2 separate regions of the Zea mays genome follow, and region 2 is linked to region 1. Evidence: chromatin contacts called from public Hi-C data. All regions are on one chromosome and are shown on one strand. Each heading gives the region's core, a stretch centred on a gene start, on an enhancer-like site or on the middle of the called end of the contact. The rest is flanking DNA. Distances are from core to core; before and after follow the strand shown. Region 1 holds the start of LOC103634567 (DEAD-box ATP-dependent RNA helicase 24). Region 2 holds the start of LOC100383702 (Phytochrome B).

Evidence for each region. A called contact is a pair of places that touch in the nucleus more often than the background predicts.
Region 2: a Hi-C map of leaf shows a contact between it and region 1, with 7 times the contacts expected there. The contact joins the promoter of LOC100383702 here to the promoter of LOC103634567 in region 1. A contact is called at or near these places in 2 of 25 Hi-C or Micro-C datasets (endosperm and leaf).

Annotation. Positions count from the first base shown.
Region 1 is chr1:49,574,443-49,578,600 of Zm-B73-REFERENCE-NAM-5.0, forward strand. It overlaps LOC103634567 (DEAD-box ATP-dependent RNA helicase 24), which reads left to right and starts at 2,527. Exons shown (of 5, transcript XM_008656725.3): 1 at 2,527-3,397. The coding sequence starts at 2,824.
Region 2 is chr1:49,877,924-49,881,872 of Zm-B73-REFERENCE-NAM-5.0, forward strand. It overlaps LOC100383702 (Phytochrome B), which reads left to right and starts at 2,373. Exons shown (of 4, transcript NM_001176339.1): 1 at 2,373-3,949. The coding sequence starts at 2,373.

The DNA.
Region 1 (4,158 bases), core at 1,277-3,776:
GTTGCCGTGGCCGAGCCCGAGCCATGGGGTCGGGCGAGGTGGAAGTCGTTCGGCCGAGGCCAGGGCGGAGTCCGAGCCCTGGGGTCGGGCGAGGCGGAGTTTCGTCGTCTTCCGGGTCTTAGCCCGAGTCCGAGCCCTGGGGTCGGGCGGAGCGGAGTTCGCCGTCTTCCGGGTCTTAGCCCGAGTCCGAGCCCTGGGGTCGGGCGGAGCGGAGTTCGCCGTCTTCCGGGTCTTAGCCCGAGTCCGAGCCCTGGGGTCGGGCGGAGCGGAGTTCGCCGTCTTTCGGGTCTTAGCCCGAGTCCGAGCCCTGGGGTCGGGCGGAGCGGAGTTCGCCGTCTTCCGGGTCTTAGCCCGAGTCCGAGCCCTGGGGTCGGGCGGAGCGGAGTTCGCCGTCTTCCGGGTCTTAGCCCGAGTCCGAGCCCTGGGGTCGGGCGGAGCGGAGTTCGCCGTGGCGCCTTTGGCAAGGCCTGACTGCCTGTCAGACTCACTCTGTCGAGTGGCACTGCAGTCGGAGTGGCGCAGGCGGCGCTGTCCTTCTGTCAGACTGGCCGGTGGAGCGGTGGAGTGACGGCGGTCACTTCGGCTCTGCCGGGGGCGCGTGTCAGGATAAAGGTGTTAGGCCACCTTTGCGTTAAATGCCCCTGCAATTTGGTCAGTCGGTGTGGCGATTTAGTCAAGGTTGCTTCTGAGCGAAGCCAAAGCCTCGGGCGAGCCGGTGATGTGTCCGCCATAAAAAGGGGGCCTCGGGCGAGACGGAAGTCTCTCGAGGTCGGCTGCCCTTGGCCGAGGCTAGGCTCGGGTGAAGCGTGATCGAGTCACTCGTGTGGACTGATCCCTGACTTAATCGTACCCATCAGGCCTTTGCAGCTTTATGCTGATGGGGGTTACCAGCTGAGAATTAGGCGTCTTGAGGGTACCCCTAATTATGGTCCCCGACAATAAGTGACAAAAATGTCGGACCTCCAACTGCACCGGTGGTGTCCTCGCTGTCCACCCCCTTCGCTCGACTCTGCTAGTCCCACTGTTGCTTGAGTTCTTCTCTGACCAACGCTGTTGCTCCCCCTCGTGAAAGCTTCACACGTGGCTTCAGATGATCTGCACAATGCTGCACATATGCGAGGGAATCACTCTTTCCTTCGTATGTAGGGAGCTTTCTACGGGGAACCATTGGAGGTGTTTGGGGGACAATGCTCCACGCATGTCTAGTTAAGGGATGCGTGGAGCCTTGGAGACAACATCAAAAGACGAGCTTCGGTGCCACATGTCGTCGCATATTTGTCACTGACATCTAGGTAGGGAGAAAGAAAGGAGAGCCCATGCTCGAGATTTCTGATGTCATTACTCATTAGGAGAATCTCAAGCGATTCCTTTTCTTTTTATATAATTATTTAATGTTTGTTTAGTTATTTGAGACATTATTTAAAAATTCAATAACCTAGATTTGTTCGAGACATTATATCTTTTTCTACTACATAAAGCACCAATTTCCACGATTCAACAGTAGTCTCTTCCCGCTTTACACAAAAATAAGGTAGAATTATGCATAAGTGGGGTTTGAACCTTAGTAGTTAGCTCCACATTCACACCCAGAACCAACATAACACATATTTTTTGTGTTTTATTAGAACAAAGGTTACTCGTGTGCCCTGTCCTCTGCCCTGTCCTCTGTTCTAATTCCACCATATTATATAAAAAGATATTGTTTTTTAGCTTGTTATTTGTTATGTGTTTGGAGATGCTCTAGACGGGCCACATCTACAGTCATAAGGCTAGTGCCAATGAAGGCTAGAGTAGAGGCAAGAGTGGACATCTCACAACATGTGATGGACGGGAGACGGGCGAGAGGGTGGGAGCCCGGTGACAGTGTGCATATCGCCTCGCTCTAGCCCGCATTGGATAGTAGATTGGAGCGGTAGAGAAGTGAGAGACGGGCGATAGCGGGGCGATGCGTTGGAATGGGTGTGGACGGGCGAGAGTAGTGAGGCGAAAGTGAATTGGTGACCTCTGATTGGTCGATGCCATCCACGTCACTGCCACATGTATTAGGGTGATTGTTTGGAGTCCAAAAATTCAATTTTTTGTACAAAAAACATAAATTTCATTCTTAGTCCATTTATAAATACTCTCACTTAGTTGAAGCTCATTTCACACACTATTTTATTTTAAGTATTATGTAATACATAATTTTTAATTCAATAAAAAATATGTTGTGTGATTTTTAGATGTCGGAATAAATCAGTATGAATAGTTAATTTTGAAATAAAAAGATGATGTGGCTATGACTCTATGGCCCTGTTTGGCACAACTTATTTTCAGCTTCTTCACAAATTTAAGCAGAAGTTCTGCCAAACAGTCAGCTTCTGCAGCAGCTTATCAGTTCAGCTGCTTCTCAGAATACACTAAAAGCAGCCAACAAGCAGAAGCTGCTGTTCACCAGCTTCTCAGATAAGCTGCTTTTTCAATAAGCAGCAGCTGTGCGAAACAGGGCCTATAAGTTGAGGCTGTAACTGCTAGTCGTTGCTGATGTGACATGGCCGATAGAGGGATGGTGGAACCGGCCTAAAAGAGACGGGCCACACCATGACGACCAACGACCCACGGGGCCTCGGGCACATTTGGTCCAAGGCAAGGCCTACATTCATCCAGCACAGCCTACACGGCCCAGTCTCTCCGGAGACCGGAGCGACGAGTCCGCGAGACCGCCACCGCCACCCAGCAAGCCGAGCGGCGCCAATTCTGCGCTGCCATCGTCTTCCTCCGTCACACCCGGCTCGCAAACCCTAGCTCGCCCCGGCCCCACCTCCGGCCCCGTTCGTCGGTGCTATGTCGAAGCGGCCGAAGCTCGAGGGTTTCAGCATCCCGCGGCCCACCTCCTACAACTTCGAGCGCTCGCAGTCCGTGCAGCGGCTCTACCGTCCGACCGATGACCCAGACCTCGACGACATCGCCTTCTCCGACGACGCCCCCTCAGATGCCCAAGCCAGCACCGCGGTAGAAGGAAAGGCCGAGAATGAGGAGGAGATGGACCCGCTCGACGCCTTCATGGCCGAGATCCAGGAGGAGATCCGTGCGCCGCCCCCGCCGCCCAAGCCCGAGGCGCTTCGCCGCACGGATTCCGACGATGACGAGGATGACCCCGTCGAGAGCTTCCTGCGGGCCAAGAAGGACGCTGGCCTCACGCTGGCCGCCGACGTCATGCGCGCTGGTTACGACTCCGATGAGGAGGTCTACGCCGCTGCCAAGGCCGTCGACGCCGGCATGATGGAATACGACTCTGATGACAACCCCATAGTCATCGACAAGAAGAAAATAGAGCCCATACCAGCACTCGATCACTCGACCATTGAGTATGACGCCTTCACAAAAGATTTCTACGAGGAGAAGCCATCGATTTCAGGTGAAGCACTTGGTACCTAGACCTATGATTCTACTATCTAACATGTAGGGGGTGTTCCTTGTAGCTTACACGTTTGAGCTGCTTTAAGGGTGTGTTTGGTTTGGCTTTTAGATTTGGCTTTTACCCCTAAAAGCCAAAAGCCAAACCAAAGGGCTGGATCTAGGAAGCAGCTTTTTCTAAAAGCCGACTTTCTTGCAGTGCAAAACTTGAAAGCACCTCTAGACCTGCTTTTAGCGGCTTTTGGATGGAACTGTGAAAATATATATGGAAAAACTTTTAGCGACTTTTAGTGGTTTCCACCAAACATTTTTTAGTTTTTTAACAGCTCACAGCCCACAGCAGCTTTTCTCACAGCTCACAGCCCACAACAGCTTTTTTCACAGCCACAATACAACCAAACAGACCCTAATTCTACCTTGTGGAAGATATGCAGCCAGTTATTTTACTTTGTACTTATAGCTTAGTAAATTATGTGATGGACATAGTATACGTTGGGTTGGATGCTCCGTTCGGTGGTGCAATCTTAACTTATGTTGTGTTGCATGGAAGTGAGGCCATGTTGTTCCAAGTCCACATTTGTTTTAAGGGAAATTTGGATCCATACCATTAAAAGATCACCACTTTGGATCCATACCATTACTATCTCACTTACATGTGGGTCCACATGAGTCAATGACATGTGGGGTCCATGGTATATATCTAAAGTTTGGATCTTTTAATGGTATAGATCCAATTGTTCCTTGTTTTAATTGCGTTCTTCT
Region 2 (3,949 bases), core at 1,123-3,622, 300 kb after region 1:
CCCGGCGGGTGCGCTCGCGCGCACCCACCGGAACAAAACGCAACCGAGAAAGGCTGGTCCCCTTGCAAAAAAGTGCGACAAAAGCCTCCAAGCGAGTGTTAACACTCCCTTCGAGGCTCGGGGGCTATTGTCGGAGACCATAATTAGGGGTACCCTCAAGACTCCTAATTCTCAGCTAGTAACCCCCATCAGCACAAAGCTGCAAAGGCCTGATGGGTGCGACTAAGTCAGGGATCGGTCCATTCGAGGGACTCAATCACGCCTCGCCCGAGCCCAGCCTCGGGCAAGGGCAGCTGACCCCGGAGGATCTCCGTCTCGCCCGAGGCCCCCCTCCAGCGACGAACGAACTTCCGGCTCGCCCGAGGCCCAGTCTTCACCAAGAAGCAACCCTGGCCAAATCGCCACACCAACCGACCAAATCGCAGGGGCATTTAATGCAAAGGCAGCCTGACACCTTTATCCCGACGCACGTCCTCCAGTCGACAGAGCCGAAGTGACCGCAGTCACTTCGCCGCTCCACTGACCGGCCTGACAGAAGGACAGCGCCGCCTGCGCCGCTCCGACTGCTGTGCCACTCGACAGAGTGAGGCTGACAGGCAGTCAGGCCCGGCCTCAGGCACCATAGGAAACTCCGCTCCGCCCGACCCAGTGCTCGGACTCGGGCTCAGCCCCGGAAGACGGTGAACTCCGCTCCGCCCAACCCAGGGCTCGGACTTGGGCCCAGCCCCGGAAGACAGCGAACTCCACTCCACCCGACCCAGGGCTCGGACTTGGGCTCAGCCCCGGAAGACGGCGAACTCCGCTCCGCCCGACCCAGGGCTCGGACTTGGGCTCAGCCCCGGAAGACGGCGAACTCCGCTCCGCCCGACCCAGGGCTCGAACTTGGGCTCAGCCCCGGAAGACGGCGAACTCCGCTCCGCCCGACCCAGGGCTCTGACTTGGGCTCAGCCCCAGAAGACGACGAACTCCGCTTCGCCCGACCCTAGGGCTCGGACTTAGCCCTGGCTTCAGCCGACGGTCTCCGCCTCGCCCGACCCAGGGGCTCGGACTCGACCTCGGCCACGCAAGACAGACTCGACCTCGACCTCGGAGGAGCCTCCACATCGCCCAACCTAGGGCGCGGACCGACCACGTCAACAGGAGGCGCCATCATTACCCTACCCCAAGCTAACTCAGGCTACGGGGAACAAGACCGGCGTCCCATCTGGCTCGCTCCGCCAGACAAGTAATGATGGCACCCCGCACGCTCTATGACGACGGCGGCTCTCAGCCCCCTTACGGAAGCAAGAGGACGTCAGCAAGGACTCAACAGCCCCGACAGCTGTCCTTCCGCCAGGCTCCAGCGCTCCTCCGACGGCCACGACACCACATGAACCGGGTGCCAAAACCTCTCCGGCTGCCACGATGACATGTATTTAGGGCGCTAGCTCTCCTCCGCTAGACACGTAGCACCCTGCTACACCCCCCATTGTACACCTGGATCCTCTCCTTACGCCTATAAAAGGAAGGACCAGGGCCCTCTTACAGAGGGTTGGCCGCGCGGGGAAGAGGACGGGACAGGCGCTCGCGTGAGGCCGCTCGCTCCCCCTCCCGCGTGGACGCTTGTAACCCCCTACTGCAAGCGCACCCGACCTGGGCGCGGGACAAACACGAAGGCCGCGGGATTTCCATCTCTCTCTCGCTTCGGCTGCCTTTTCTTCCCCCCTTCGCGCTCCATCTCGCGCCGACCCATCTTGACTGGGGCACGCGGCGACATTTTCACTCGTCGGCCCAGGGACCCCCGGTCTCGAAACGCCGACAGTAAGAAAATGAGAATCCCTTAGGATCAGTTTGACTTTGAGAACCTTATTTTCCCAAAAAAATAGTACATTTTTTATTTGGAAAAAAACTTTTAGAAAAATGAAGTTATTAAACTAGCCCTTAATAAATAGATTTGTCAAACTAGCTAAAGAAATAAATAAGAATATACTCCTAGTTTTCAGCGCCTAAATAAAAGCTGCAAAGGTAAGAGCATCCGTATCCACTTCAGCTTTCAAGTTTGGAGTTCGTCGTCGTCCCCAGCGTGACTGCGCGAGTGCTATCCATTCCAAACCTGAAACCACTGCGGCCCAACCCGGCAACCCCGATCCCCACTTCCCCAGTACCATCCCTATCCCAGCCACGCCATCGTCATCGCCTTGCGCGCAATATCCTTGGCTCCACGCCCCAGTAAGCGACCAGTGACAGTGAGAGCGGTGAAGCAAACCAAAGCAAAGCTATCGGAAGAACCTCAGTCGAGGGGGCGAGCGAGCCGACGAGACGACTGACGAGCGCACAAGACCGGACGGGGCCGCCTAATCCAGAGAGAGCCCCAGGTCTCCCCCAACCCCGCCATGGCGTCGGGCAGCCGCGCCACGCCCACGCGCTCCCCCTCCTCCGCGCGGCCCGAGGCGCCGCGTCACGCGCACCACCACCACCACTCCCAGTCGTCGGGCGGGAGCACGTCCCGCGCGGGCGGGGGAGCCGCGGCCACGGAGTCGGTCTCCAAGGCCGTCGCCCAGTACACCCTAGACGCGCGCCTACACGCGGTGTTCGAGCAATCGGGCGCGTCGGGCCGCAGCTTCGACTACTCCCAATCGCTGCGCGCGCCGCCCACGCCGTCCTCCGAGCAGCAGATCGCCGCCTACCTCTCCCGCATCCAGCGCGGCGGCCACATCCAGCCCTTCGGCTGCACGCTCGCCGTCGCCGACGACTCCTCCTTCCGCCTCCTCGCCTTCTCCGAGAACTCCCCCGACCTGCTCGACCTGTCGCCTCACCACTCCGTTCCCTCGCTGGACTCCTCTGCGCCGCCCCACGTTTCCCTGGGTGCCGACGCGCGCCTCCTCTTCTCCCCCTCGTCCGCGGTCCTCCTAGAGCGCGCCTTCGCCGCGCGCGAGATCTCGCTGCTCAACCCGATATGGATCCACTCCAGGGTCTCCTCCAAGCCGTTCTACGCCATCCTCCACCGCATCGACGTCGGCGTCGTCATCGACCTCGAGCCCGCCCGCACCGAGGACCCCGCTCTCTCCATCGCCGGTGCAGTCCAGTCCCAGAAACTGGCGGTCCGCGCCATCTCCCGCCTCCAGGCGCTACCCGGCGGGGACGTCAAGCTTCTCTGCGACACAGTCGTGGAGCATGTTCGCGAGCTCACGGGTTATGACCGTGTCATGGTGTACAGGTTCCATGAAGACGAGCACGGGGAAGTTGTCGCCGAGAGCCGGCGCGACAACCTTGAGCCTTACCTCGGATTGCATTATCCCGCCACAGATATCCCCCAGGCGTCGCGCTTCCTGTTCCGGCAGAACCGCGTGCGAATGATTGCCGATTGCCATGCCACCCCGGTGAGAGTTATTCAAGATCCTGGGCTGTCGCAGCCTCTGTGTTTGGTAGGCTCCACGCTACGCGCTCCACACGGGTGTCATGCACAGTACATGGCGAACATGGGGTCAATTGCGTCGCTTGTTATGGCAGTCATCATTAGCAGTGGCGGTGACGATGAGCAAACAGGTCGGGGTGGCATCTCGTCGGCAATGAAGTTGTGGGGGTTAGTGGTGTGCCACCATACATCACCACGGTGTATCCCTTTTCCATTGAGGTATGCTTGCGAGTTTCTCATGCAGGCATTTGGGTTGCAGCTCAACATGGAGTTGCAGCTTGCGCACCAGCTGTCAGAGAAGCACATTCTGCGAACTCAGACGCTATTGTGTGACATGCTACTACGAGATTCACCAACTGGCATCGTCACGCAGAGCCCCAGCATCATGGACCTTGTGAAGTGCGACGGGGCTGCACTGTATTATCATGGGAAATACTATCCATTGGGTGTCACTCCCACTGAGTCTCAGATTAAGGATATCATCGAGTGGTTGACGGTGTTTCATGGGGACTCAACAGGGCTCAGCACAGATAGCCTGGCTGATGCAGGCTACCT